Regions from separate parts of the Sus scrofa genome. Here region 1 is linked to region 2. A link is a contact called in public HiChIP or PLAC-seq data. All regions are on one chromosome and are shown on one strand. The core of a region is the stretch at or near the end of the contact, and the rest is flanking DNA. Distances in the headings are between cores, read along the strand shown. Region 1 has its middle 290 kb from the start of ALDH8A1. Region 2 has its middle 150 kb from the start of ALDH8A1.

What was found. HiChIP or PLAC-seq counts read pairs in DNA pulled down with a chosen protein or histone mark.
Region 1: a contact with region 2 is called in an H3K27ac HiChIP or PLAC-seq map of alveolar macrophages. The contact joins two enhancer-like sites. A contact is called at or near these places in 1 of 47 Hi-C or Micro-C datasets (embryonic fibroblasts) and 1 of 2 datasets of contacts at active chromatin or transcription factors (alveolar macrophages).

The regions. Positions count from the first base shown.
Region 1 is chr1:29,351,771-29,359,196 of Sscrofa11.1, forward strand. No RefSeq gene overlaps it. Among named protein-coding and RNA genes, the nearest start is that of ALDH8A1, 290 kb to the left of the region's middle. Within about 2 kb of position 3,076, at least 1 of the 83 cell types and tissues checked has an H3K27ac peak or open chromatin away from gene starts, as enhancers often do. A contact at or near this core is called in alveolar macrophages, where this site is marked.
Region 2 is chr1:29,209,692-29,216,641 of Sscrofa11.1, forward strand. No RefSeq gene overlaps it. Among named protein-coding and RNA genes, the nearest start is that of ALDH8A1, 150 kb to the left of the region's middle. Within about 2 kb of position 3,185, at least 2 of the 83 cell types and tissues checked have an H3K27ac peak or open chromatin away from gene starts, as enhancers often do. A contact at or near this core is called in alveolar macrophages, where this site is marked.

The DNA.
Region 1 (7,426 bases), core at 1,826-4,325, 140 kb after region 2:
GAGATACTGCCGATCCCGTTGCACCACAGTGGGATCTCCAAAGCTTTCTTCTTAGGTGCTAAATATTCTCCCAGATAGATTGTCTAATTTTTTGAATCCCCAAGGCCAAGAAATTATACATTGACTCTTAGAGAAAGACCTGATTAAAAGGGAAAAGGTCAGAGGGAGGGTATAGGAAACAGGGAGAAAAAATGCATAGCTTTCTCTTTTAAACAATTTTTTTGGGCCACAGTAATTTTGTTTATAGTAGTTTTGTTGGCCTTAGTCACTATTGTCCAGGAACCATAGGGCACTCAGAACTGTGAGCTTGATGCGCGGATCATATGGGGCTTGCTCTTTTCCTATCAATATAAGACTATCTAGGCAAAATATAGTGAGAACCTTTGATCGTAAGACCAGACAGAGGTACTTTAAAATATCAACTTGTGGGGAGTTCTTCTGGCTAGGCAGGTTAAGAATCTAACTAGTATCCATGAGGATGCAGGTTTGATCCCTGGCCTCGCTCATTGGGTTAAAGGATCCTGCATTGCTGTGAGCTGTGGTGTGGGTTGCAGATGCTGCTCAGATCTGGCATTGCTGTGGCTGTCGGGTAGGCCAGCAGCTGCATCTCTGATTCAACCCCTAGCCTGGAACTTCCATATGCTGCATGTGTAGCCTTAAAAAGAAAATAAATCAATCAATAAAATAAAACATCATCTTGGGTCACCAACCATCTTAACTCAGGATTTCACTTTTGACAGGGGTATCCAAGACCATATTATAAATATAATTTCTTCCCCAGACCTCAAAGAATGAAGGCATCATCCTAAACTTCCTTCAAAACTTCTCACTAAATTCTTTCATGAATGTGTTGTCTCCTTTTGAAGTCTGTTTGCATGTCTTAATTTTTTAATTGAAGTACTATTGATTTAAAATATCATCGTAGTTTCAGGAGTACAACATGGTGATTTGATGTTTTTATCCACTGCGAAATGATCATCACCATGATAAATCATTACCATCTGTCGCTACACAAAGTTCCTGCAGTATTACTGACTCTATCCCCTATGCTATGCATGATGTTCCTGTGGGTTATTTTATAACGGGAAGTTTGTGCCTCTTAATCCCCTTCACCTATTTCATTCTTCCCCAGCCTCCACCTTGAAGCTACTAGTTCGTTCTCTGAACCTATGACTCTATTTCTATTTTATGTTTGTTTATCGTTTTGCTATTTAGATTTCGCACATAAGTGAAATCACATGTTTGTCTTTTTCTGTCTGACTTATTTCACTTATCATAAACCCTCCAGGACCAGCCATGTTGTCACAAATAGCAAGATTTCATTCATTTTTTATGGCTGAGTAATATTTTGTTGTATATATGTGTGTGTGTGTGTGTGTGTGTATACCACATCTTTATCCATTCATCTATTGATGGACACTTGGGTTGCTTGTGTACCTTGCTTTTGTACATAGTGCTGCAGTGACCATTGGGGTGTAGGTATCTTTTTGAATTAGTGTTTTTGTTTTCTTATAATAAATATTTGGAAGTGGGAATTCCCATCGTGGCTCAGCAGAAATCAATCTAACTAGTATCCATCAGGACACAGGTTCGATCCCCAGCCTCACTCAGTAGGTAAAGGGTCTGGCATTGCTGTGGTTGTGGCGTAGGTCAGTAGCTACGGCTCCAATTCAACCCCTAGCCTGGGAACCTCCATATGGGGATGGTGTGGCCCTAAAAAGCCAAAAAAAAATTTTCAGAAGTGGAATTACTGGATCATATGGTAGTTCTATTTTTAATTTTTTGAGACACCTCCATACTGTTTTCCATGATAACTTCACCAGTTTACATTCTCACCAACAGCGTAAAAGTGTTCTCTTTTCTCCACGTCCTCGCCAACACCAAGGAAGACTGGAAGACTGAAAAAATGGTGTGTGTGCACGTGTGGCAGGGAGGGAGGTGTGGTTTCAATGTATCCCAATTTGCTAAAATAAAATTGCCCATAAGTGATCCTATTTCTATAAAATGCAATAAGTACCTCTGACCCCCTAAATCCCTCATAACTTCTCTATTCAGAAGATAGAGTCACTTTTAATGGATGGTATGTTCTCAGGAGGGATTCATCAAGCTGATTAATGGAAGGCTACCTAACATATCCAGAGATATATGTCAATAACTTCAGGCCTATTCATGACATGAGGTAATCATTTTTCTCCTTGAGATTCTCTCTCATGCAGTTCATTTCAGTTTTCTTTCCTAATTCTGGTAAGGGTTTTATAGTAGTGATTGTCTGAGATTGGGATTGATTTTCTCTGAGGTAGCTTGCCTTTCCAGAGTGGTCTAAAGGGAACTCAAAAGGTTCAAAAATCAGGAGTTCCCATCATGGCTCAGCGGAAATGAATCTGACTGGTATCCATGAGGATGCAGATTCGATCCCTGGCCTCTCTCAGTGGGTTAAGGATCCAGCGTTGCCCTGACTTGTGGTGTAGGTTGCAGATGCAGCTCAGGTCTGGCGTTGCTGTGGCTGTGGCGTGGGTCAGCCACTACGGCTGGGATTTGATCCCTAGCCTAGGAACCTCCATGTGCTGCAAGTGCAGCCCTAAAAAAAACAAAAATAAAAAAAAAAGACAAAATTTCAAAAAGCGGTGTTCTCATGTGAAGAAGTGAAGAGGGAGACAAAATAAGATGAACTGAAAACCTTCACTTTGCAGGCTGAAAAACTCGTGGTTACTCAGTTACTTTGGAACTGCTACTAAACATATTTCACCCTCTATTTCCCAATAGTCTCTAAAATGAAACCTAGCAGAGCAGATTTCTTGGCAGTTAACTGTTTGCAGGATCTATATGAAAGATTGAAAAAAGGGTTCTAAGAAGTATATTTGGAATCAAATAAAACACCTAATTTCATAAATATATTTTGATAAGAATTTTTATTTATTATTTATCCTTTTAAAGTCCAGGAGGAGGTAGTAAGTTAAGAATTGCATCATGAATGCCACAAGTGAGTCTATTTTTTAAAGAATATAAAGAAAGCAGACACATACAGATATTCAGAAGCAGATGAAACAGAAAGGAGGCCAATGACTCAACGTTTTTGACACTTAACAGTGGGTTGACTTGGTTTTAATTCCAGGCACGGGCAAAGGTTCAAGTTGGAACTCATTTTATTCAAACTGGTTTTCCCACTGTCTTTAGTTACATCGTGACAGAACTCCCACCACTTTGCCTCCAATACCAAACACTTTGCCAATACATTTATTGGATTAAAGGAAAATACAGCTTAAGTAAACATGTTCTCAGAACCCCAAAAAGCACACGTCTTTTCTTCATGAGTCCCCCTTCTTCCCTATATTTTCCCTAGACTCTTTCACTGACATGTGGCTGAATTCAGACAAGACCACACCTCTTTGCTGCCAGATACTCTTGTGGAGAAGGAATCTGTAGAGTTCCTGTTGTGGCTCAGCAGGTTAAGAATTCGACTAGTATCCATAAGGATGCAGGTTTGGTCCCCAGCCTCACTCAATGGTTAAGTATCCAGTGTTACCAAGAGCTGTGGTGTAGGTGGCAGACACTGCTCTGATCCCGTGTTGCTGTGGCATAGGCTGGCAGCTGCTGTTCTGACTCAACCCCTAGCCTAGGAGCTTTCATATGCCACAAGCAAAAAGCAAAAAAAAAAAAAAAAAAAAAAAAAGAGAAGTACTCTAGAAAATAAAGACACTCAGTTCATTGGCCAGCTAACTCCAGCTAGGCCCAAATCACTTTGCTACAAATCCAATATTATTATTTTATACCAAACTTCTAGCCACTGTGCTTTAGACCGCGCTTCTTAAAATGTGCACAATCCAAGCTGTGTCTGTTTATCTGTTAAATAAAGGAGGAAGAGAGGCTTCATCTTGTCTGAGAGGCCTGAGATATCCTATAAAGCCTTCTAGATCTACCAGGCAGTGATGCTGATAGTCATGAACTGCTCTTCTCCTCAGAGGAACGTGTACATTGTTCCATAAGGTTTCTACTAATCACATAAAACAAACTGAGTTTGTTTCTTTGATACCAGGCCTCTGGGCTTAGTTTTTGATTGGCACAAGTCTACTTGCACAGGAAAGAACAAAATGTGCCTGTTACCAAAGTGCTTTGGAGAATATTAATGTTTGTCTCAAGAGTATCTTAAAGTCACTTCACTCCCCACCACTGATACCCTCTTCTGTGCTTAGTGTGAACCATTCCTTCAAAAGGAAGGACTTAGATTCTCTTTTCCAGCTCTTTTCCATAGCATCAATTGTCTCTAACAAACTGCAGTTCTTTTTTATTTTTTAACTGAAGTATAGTTAAAGTTTCAGGTGTATAGCAAAGTGATTCAGTTATATGTGTTTGTGTAGGTGTGTGTATATATATACTTTTCTGGATTCTCTTCCATTACAGGTTAATATAAGATATTGGATATAATTCCCTATGATATACAGTAGGTCCTTGTTGTTTTATCTATTTTATATAGAGTAGTGTGTATATTTTAATTTCAAACTCCTAATTTATCCCTCCCCTCACTTTTTCTCCTTGTTGTAACCATTACCAGTAGTTGTTTTCTATGTCTGTGAGTCTGTTTCTATTCTGTAAATAAGTCATCTATATCTTTTTTTATTTCTTTAGATTCCACGTATGGGTGATATCATATAGCATTTGTCTTACTCTTTCTCACGTCACTTAGTGTAATACTCTAGGTCCATCCATGTTGCTGCAAATGGCATTATTGCATGCTTTTTTTGGCTAAGTAGTATTTCATTATATATATGTACCACATCTTCTTTATTCCTTTCTCTGTTGATGGATATTTAGGTTGCTTCCATGTCTTGACAATTGTAAACAGTGTTGCTATGAACATTGGGGTGCATGCACCTTTTTGAACTAGAGTTTTTATCTTTCCCAGGTATATGCCTAGGAGTGTATTTGCTGCGTCGTATAGGAACTCTATTTTTAGTTTTTTAAGGAACCTCCATACCTATGGTTTTTTCTTCTTTCAACAGTAGCTTACTTCCCAAGGATGCCTTTAAAGGATTACTTAAACAATTACCACATTTCAGTTGTTCTCAGGCTAGGATAATTTAAGAGTCGCTGGTAAAGGACACAGGAACAAAGAGATCCCAGAACAGCTGGTACACTTGATTGGAAAGGAGTCCTACTCTGGGCCAGAAATTACTGTTTATGCTTGGAATATATTAAGTACTACGGCAAGTTATGAGCATAACGTCTCAGTTAAGACCAAAGGCCTAACCATAATTACAAAAAAGCCCAGAGATTTTGAAAAAAAAGGACACACAATACTTTAGATAATTCTGATGGCTTATTACCAAAAACCCCTCTGAATAAAATTAACCCAGTAAAGAAAACATGATACATGGGTTTCAATCAGTGATCAGTTATAATTATTTTCTGTGTGTGGTCTTGGAAGGTAAGAAATAGGATTCTACCAGTAGCATGTCATTTCCTGCCCAGTTATGCCCCAAAGGCCAAATGGGTCTATATGTTGGTAGAAGAGTATAAGAGTTTGGTCTGATAATAAGCTTTAGTTTAAGAGTCGGGATCGATTGCATAAAGCTGTTCCCTTCGAAATAAGCATTCTGGAGATTATTACATACTTTAAAGTGAAGTGTTGCAACATGCTAGTTTCACAGTATTGTACCCTGCCAAAATTGGGAGAGGTTGTACAAGGTTCCTATTGGTCTGTTTGTGACCCATTACTTATTTGTTTCAGTCATTATCAGTATCATGACCACACTATTTCATGGATATAGTTATATCTGTGTTCAAGATATGGGATGTATACCTTTTGCTAAGTTAAAATAACAGAGAAGATATCATGGAAAGGTTTTATATATATGTGAAGGCAGAGGTGGGTGGGAAGTGGAGGAGTAGGAAGAAGGGAATATTTCCTAGTGAGTCAATTCACACTTTAAATACTTAAGAAAACCCTGTAAGAAACATTGCTTTCATTAGTCCTTGCAAGAATTTTGTCCAGTTCCCATTGTGGCTCAGCAGGTTAAGAAACCAGCTAGTATCCATGAGGATGCAGGTTTGATCCCTGGCCTCACTCAGAGGGTTAAGGATCCAGCATTACTGCAAGCTGCAGTGTAAGTCAAAGACATGACATGGATCTGGCATTACTGTGGCTGTGGTGTGGGCTAGCAGCTGCAGATCCAATTTGACCCCTAGCCTGGGAACTTTAATATGCTGTAAGTGTAGCCCTAAAAAGAAAAAAATCGTTAAACAAGAATTTCTGTCTAGAGACAGTGCATTAGTTATGGACCACTTACATGGCAATCAGAGTGATGGAACCATCATTATGTCTATCAATCAATCACATTATCTTCCAATGTATCCTTTGCTGATCAGATTGGGAAAAGTCTAATTCAGAGCAGCAATTCTGGAATAGAACTTATCTCACACAAGGAGATATAATTGTAGTGCTACAATCCTGATGAATCTTCAAGGAAATATTAGAGATCTTCTATTGATATTTTCATAAAAGGGACAAAGAGAAACTGTTACAATTGAAATGTCCTGAGAAGAAATGTATTCTAACAAGAAATGTCAATGAAAAGACTGTCAAGAAAATGCAACAATCTATTACCTATATTAGCTATAAAGTATTTTTTCTAACCACTGGCTCTCTAACCCCCATCACATTTTTTTTGGTATAGGAATATAATAAACAATAGAGCAGTGTGATTACTTAATGAGGTGAAGCATAAAATACTATAGAAAGTAATGATCAAAAATCTTTAGTTAAAAAAAAAAAGATTTGAAAGCTTTTGAAATTGATTTCATTGCAGCACAGAAAAATATTGGGAAGGGAAGGAGTAAATACCAAAAATCAGTAAAAATTCATGGAGAGGTTGAGATAGGCTCATTGTGTTTCCTTTCTTTCTTTCTTTCTTTCTTTTTTTTTTTTTGGCTTCTTAGGGCTGTACTTGCAGCATATAGAAGTTCCCAGGTTAGGGGTCCAATTGGAGCTACAGCTGCCGGCCTAGGCCACAGCCACAGCAACACAGGATCTGAGCCGTGTCTGCAACCTACACCCCAGCTCATGGCAACACCAGATCCTTAACCCACTGAGCGAGGCCAGGGATCAAACCCACGAATTCATGATTCCTAATTGGATTCGTTTCTGCTGTGCCACAATGGGAATTCCTGCATTTCTCAGTATGAAAGAATCCAAGCAAATGGAATAATTTCCCAATGATATAAGCACTGAAATTCAAGTTACTCTCAAATCCAGAGAGATTCTTTCTTTATTTCCTGGGTGAAAGGTTGAAAATTGAGTTGGCTATTTGAAATGATTTAGCTACTTTACACTAAATATCTAAAACTGGGTGCACAGGTAACAACTAAAATTCTGCCATGGATGCATAGGAGAGGTGATTTCAAGGCTCCCTCACTGGCTAACATCTACAAT
Region 2 (6,950 bases), core at 1,935-4,434:
TATTTATGTTGCCACACTTCCTCATTTCAGATGGGATTGAGATCATGCATATTCAAAGGCAAAGGGCTCTAAATCTTCATGGAAAGTTCCATGCTGAAAACACTATGAACTTTTGGGTGCTGATGAGAATTTCAGTCAGGAAGATCCAGTAGATATTGATCAGATAAATAACATAGATTTATAACCATTGAGACACAAACTCAACTTGAGCGTATTTCTCTAAAGTGAAACGAACTTCCATTTAAAAAAATTGATCTGTGCTTATCACTTGAAATAATATTTTCTTCCGATAATTTTGCCACCGTCCCCTTTTAGTTTTCTGTGTATAGAAACCAGCACACAAAAAATTTTCTGGAACTGCAACTTTGCCTTAATTAAAATCCAAGTATAATGAAATTTATTTCTACTTTCAGTAACCAAGAGAATTTTGGTTCCAAAATATATGAATTACACAGGGTGAAAATCAATCCTATGAGAAGGAAAACCTGTGTTACTGGCTTTTCTTCCCTTGACTTTAGACCTCTGTGAAGTAGACTCCACCTTCTCAGCTATTGCTGGGAGTCCCCAAGGGGAACTGTATAGGTTGTATTCAGTTTCCATGAGGCCTCCTTGACTTTTCTCCTCTTTCCACTCCAATATCTTCTTCCTGGGTGTCTCTATACTCACCAATGGCCATTAAACTGGGTATGGCAGGAGCTGTCTTTTATAGGGATCTACCTTTGCTCAACCCCTGGAGATCCTAGGTGCTGCAGGGGGTGGTGTTCTGTTGTGACAGATGTGTCAAGACGACCTTTCGCCTTTCTGACTGTCACTCTGTTGGATCGACACAAAATCACGGCTGTTTGTGCCCCAACAGAATGCTTGGAAAAGGAGAATTTTCATTTCTTATTTTGAGTGCTACCATACACCGGACTTCAGACAGGCCTATAGGGAGTTGGGCTGCACGTAATCACCGTGTTAGAGCTAAACTCTCTCGCCCCCTGAACACCTAAATCATTGGCATACGTCACTCCTCTCTTAGAGCAGGAGGCTTCTCAGGTGCTCAGGTGCATAGACGGTAGGCAGACCTTCTTACCAGTTCACAGACGTGCAACATACGTCTGAAACTCACTGGGATACACTCCTTATATGTAGTTTGACGCTCCCCTCTTATACAGGGATAAGCAGGGACATAAAAAAGATGCCGGGAACTGTCATGTATGGTAAAGCACGTGACAGAGAAAGAGGGGTTTTGACTATAAGCTTTGTGAAGAGCAAGGAAGTTGGGAGAAGAATAACCTAAGACCCTGCCACAGGGCCGTCTGGAACCGGAGAAGAGGAGCGTGTGAGAGGGACCAGCTTCCAAGCCGAGTGAAAGGAAGGGAAAGGGAGGCAGGATGGATTGAAGTTTGTGATTCCTTGCAATGATAAAAGCTGATATTACCTGATTTCCCACTCGGCACCTGACAAGGATTCAAGAAGTGATGTTGCTTGTTTTGGGAAAGGGTAAGGTGAGACACATTCACTCTTTCACAGCTAATTTATTGCTCTGCTTTGTAATCCCCCCCTTTTTTTCCCCTTTCAATTTTCACTGATAGCGATTTTCTATACATTATAGAAAGTGAGAAGTAAAATATCTTCTATGCAGTTTTCCAGGCATAAATTTAGGTCAGAGCCATATAAAAGCAGAAATTTTCTGTTTTGACCTTTTCATGTGTTTAGTTGTACTTTATGAAATGATGACGCATCTGTAGCTGGGACACATGTTAACTGTTTTTCACATGCCACAGACAGCCCTGCTGTGTGTTTCTCTCGCTTCGCTGTAGAAGGCACTCTGAGCCAGCTAGACTTAATTTCTTGAAGATTTTTAGACTCTCATGAACTCTATTTCTCTTCAAGCTTTTGGTTTTAACAGAACAAAGTAGACAGCAATATGCAGTGGCCTTCATTGAGCTGCCCTTTATTAAATAAACGAATTCACGAGGACCATTTGCCAGTTACTAAGAAAACTGCTTAAATAATCTACCTCCAGATATAATACAGAAAGAAACATTTGTGCCATTGTGTTGGAATAGAAAAAGTTCTGGTGTTAATGGTACCCAAAGGGTTTTTCTTATGCCCTTAAAAACAATTTTGCAGATTTGTTCAGTTCATTAATTGATTTCCAAATATGGCTTTTGAGTGAGAAAAAAATCAGAAATGCATTATGCATTAATGAATGGATGAGGAAGGGAAGGACTCCAAGAATAAATTGTAATGTGAGCTATCTATATTTATCAAATAACACTCATTCTTTTACAAATAGAATCTTTAACTTTATTTTCTTGGCAATGACTAGGCATAGGAAGGAACTAATACTATCTGAAATAAATGAGCCCATATATATCATCACAGGATGTGATTTGTATCGTATTCCTCCCAAGGGTATTTGGGAAAGGAGAGGAAATTTTGTCCTGTGTGTTGTATCAAGAAACCAAGAAGCAAGTAAGGGTCTTAGGGGTTTTTTTGTGCATGTGATTTTTATTATATATCCAAAATACTTGTTAATTATTTTAAAAATGAAGAAAATTCATGGATGGATTATTTTCTTTTAGTTGAGAAAATTTTGGAAGTTACTTGGCAGCCCCACGATAACAATGTGACTGTTGTCATTTTCACATTTCCTCCATTTTTCACATGTATAGTTTAGATAGAATTTTTTTTTTTTTTGGTCTTTAAGGCTGCACTCATGGCATGTGATGGAAGTTCCTAGGCTAGGGGTTGAATCAGAGCTGTAGCTGCCAGCCTACACCACAGCTCACAGCAATGCCTGATCCTTAACCCACTGAACAAGGCCAGGGATCGAACCCGCCTCCTCATGGATCCTAGTTGGGTGCTTTAACTGCTGAGCCATAAAGGGAACTCCCAGTTAGTTTGAATTTTATGAGTATGACCCACAGGCTCCACCTGAATAGATCTGTTGTAATTCTTATGTTTTATGCCTCCACCTAGAAACGTGGGAAGTCCTCATGACAGACAAAAATTTGCTACCTTTAAACCTGCTTGATCAAAGGACAGAGGCCCTTAATAGTGACCATCACAAAGCACCACATGGTACCTCACCAACGGAACAGTCACTGCTCCTTCAGGAATCTCCAAGGTGATGCTCAGACCACTGCTGGTATTTTTGCTTCTCCAAGGCATATAAAGATCATGGTCACTATCTATACACTTCCTTAATTCTTCAGCCCACTGACGTCTGTCTTTGGGTTTTTAAGTTGCTTTACCAAGGTCATTACAGGGCTCTCCATGCCAAATACCCACCCACCCACCCTATTCTCTTTCATCTTGATCTCTGCAGCGTAAGAGCACATCCTTATTGAAACTCTCTCTTCCTTCAGCTTCCACAGTCCAAGTCCTTGAGGTTTTTTCCCTTCCCCTTCTAATTCTCCTTCAGGTCCATTTTTTGTGTGTGTGTATACGTTCTTTTGTGTTTACCATCCACAAAACCCTTCCAAATCTCCGTGTGATCTGAGGTCAAGCAGCAGCAACAACTCTTAGGAGTTCTAATTAGAAATGCAGAATTCAGGTTGCATCCCAGACCTCCTGAGTCAAAATCTGCCCTTTTTTTTTTTTTGTCTTTTTGCCTTTTCTAGGGCTGCTTCTGTGGCAGATGGAGGTTCCCAGACTAGGGGTCTAATCAGAGCTGTAGCTGCCAGCCTACACCACAGCCACAGCAATGCAGGATCCGAGCCTCATCTGCGACCACAGCTCAAGGCAATGCTGGATCCTTAACCCACTGAGCAAGGCCAGGGATCCAACCCGCAACCTCATGGTTCTTAGTCGGATTCATTAATCACTGAGCCACGACGGGAACTCCCAGAATCTGCCTTCTGACAGGACCCCCATGTGACCCCCTTGCACTTCAAGTTTGAGAAGCACTGCTCTAAACAATAGTGTCCCCTCAGCTCTGTCCTCTGTCCCTTTTTTCTTTTCCTGGATAATCCCACAGATGCCCCAGACTTTAACTTTGACATTCTATGACTTTCAAAGTAACTCCTGCTAGATGTTATCTTTGGAGTGCGGGGCATTCATTTCATTTTGCTTAACTATGTGCATATCCCATAGGTACAATGAACTAAATATGTCTAATATTGAACTCATTTTCATTTACTCCTCTATCCGCCCGAGCACCCAAGCCAGAAACCCATTATTCTTGACTCCCTCTCCTCCCAGCAGTGGTAGAAGAGACTAATAGTGAAACCTCGGCCATAGAGAATACCCTGGGAAAATTTAAAATTAAATGCTCCCATTTTATCATAAGTCATCCTCCCCCTCCTCTCTCCCACCTCAAAAGAAGGGAAACAATTCTCTCAAGGTCAGCTGTCAGATCTGGTTTGCTTGTGGCTTCCTGAGAGAACATGGAGAGTTTTCCAGTGGAAAACACTTGCAAGTTGGGCATAGCCTAGTTCTTTTCATTTGTTTTTAATAATCAGAGTAGAGGAAAAATGGAATCTTAAACAGGTCAGTGAAAAGTGGAAGTGGAGGTCCTGTGCAAGAGATGGCGAAAATATATACATCCTGGTTGGCATTCTGACTGCTATTAAAAGGAAACCTCTGTAATGCTTTGGAAGTTCACCAGATGTTGATGTTTCTTTATTCTTGAAGCTATATGCTTCCAGGAGCGAAAGTTTATGTTAACTTTTCTTTTTCAGGATTTTAGTTGCCCTCTGAATAACATCGAGAGTTGAGTTAATCTGTTTGTGATTAGTTGGAATGACATGTGTGGGCTCAGAGACTGCTGGTTGCCTGTGAATATCCAGCATCCCCTCCTCCTCCTCCTCGGGAACAGGATCCTGACCTGAATTGAGGTGGTAGCTCCCTTGCAGTCATTAGTGTGAAGAGCAGCTGCTTGAATGAACAGCCATGCGTTGAAGCATCTCTGCCCCATCACCCTCTTCCTGCCACACTCTGGTGTGAGCATCGCTGCTGTGGGAGTCTGGGCCCTCTGGACAAGCTGCCACTGTGCACTGCCTGGTTCAGACCCCAGAGGAACTGCCTAGCTCCATCTTTAAAGCTCCCTCTGGTGCCCCAGAGTGATGGCCCAGGGAGTGAAAGAGCCTTCACACCAGGCTCTTAGAAGAGCATACCTTTAGTGTCTCTAAGCAGGCTTAGCATCTCTAAGGCTCTTCAGTATCATCATTCACCTGAATGGTGTATACGTAGTCATTTGCTGTCTGGACTGGATAACCAACTGCCATCTGTGACACGATTTGTATGGGGAAAATGAATTTGGCACTCCAGACATCTAATTTACTAAGCAACATTTGCAGCATGGCCTGTATGTGTAAGTGAACGCCTGCCAGGGTATGTGGACTGTGATGAATCAGGAATCAAGAGCCTCAAGTTGAAAAATGGATTTGATTCCTAAAATGGCTATGACTATGCACAAGAACAGATTTAGAGAGGCAGAAGCCATAGATGGTTGAATTCAGTGAAAAAAAAAAAAAAAAAACAAACCAACCAAACAACCAACTAGCAATTTGATGTAATTCAACTATTTCCTCACTCACCCACTTGGCTGAAATAAAGTGGTTTATGCTGTCTTTTATTGAATGCTCCTTGACGCCTTCAGATGGAAATGTAAATCAGGCCACCACTGAGTCACAAACCTATCCCCAGAAATGCCCCTGCACCATGAGTAAGGAGAGGCTCTATGTTCTTCCTATTTTCGAATAGAAATTTCCAAAGGAATTGGCAGAGACAATGTCTCAGTTTGGCATGACTTTAAGTTCTTTAAACCAGTGTATACTGTTAAGCCTTTATTATTTGTAGAAGAACAAATAACTTGAAGTATATGTGTTTCATAGGATCCATCTGGGCTTTATTTCATTGTAACTTGCCAACTTCTTATAACCGACCAAATTCTTGTAAGGGGATTAGAAATATAATAAAACAATACAGGAGAAATAGTGATTGTCTCTAGTTTCCTCAAAGGGATTGAGAAGTAAAAGCTGATTAAATAAGTGAAAGTCAAAGTGGCCCCAACCCAAAGGGGAACCGAGGAAAATAGGGCTTGAGTAGGTGACAGAGCTACAGGGTGGCCCAGAGCCATGTCACTGGGTCACCAGGCCTGAGAGCAAAGGCAACTTCTGCCCTAACTGGCTGTTCAGGTTTGGAGAAGACATTGAACATGTTTAGGCCACAGGTTTTTTTTTTTGTCTGTAAAGGATATTTGCTGCTATTGCTGATGTAGCCAAAATGATCATCCTAGGCTTGAAATGGTGCTGATGAAGACACCTGTGTTTTAGAACATTATTGTATGTTTTTATTTATTTATTTATTTTGGTGTCAGTGGACCAAACTTTTTTTTTTTTTTATTATTACTTTCTTTTTTTTTAATTCGGAAATTTTATTTTCATTTTTTATATAATAAAATACATACATTTAAACACAATTACATTCACACAGATTATTATATCATGGATCTTAAGAAACAAATTAAGTGACTCCCTCTGGAGAAGTGGAATGGAAAATATGCTGAGACAAATAGGAATTTATTCTATACTTTATCCCATTTTGTATGGCTTTCATCCTTACTATTTAGTATTATCTATTGCATTTCAATTTTTCTTTAAAAATTAGCATTATATTAAAATTGTTATATTATGCAACTAAAATTTATAAAGAAAGCCTTACATACCATTAAATATTTTATATAGCCTAATAAAAAGAATAACTTAACTGGTAAGAATAACAAAAATAATATACCCTCTGAAAATAAGTAAAATATAAAATGCATAAATTGGTTAAAAAACAGTATAATTATATAAATATGTCCTCACAGTTTGTTACATCTTATTGATTCTTCAATATAGGCATTACACCATTCTAGGTGATGTGATAAGATATTATAGATCTTACATTGTACCATGGGAAATGGTTATTAATAATACAATTGTAGAACTGTATTATTTAATTGTACAGTTGAA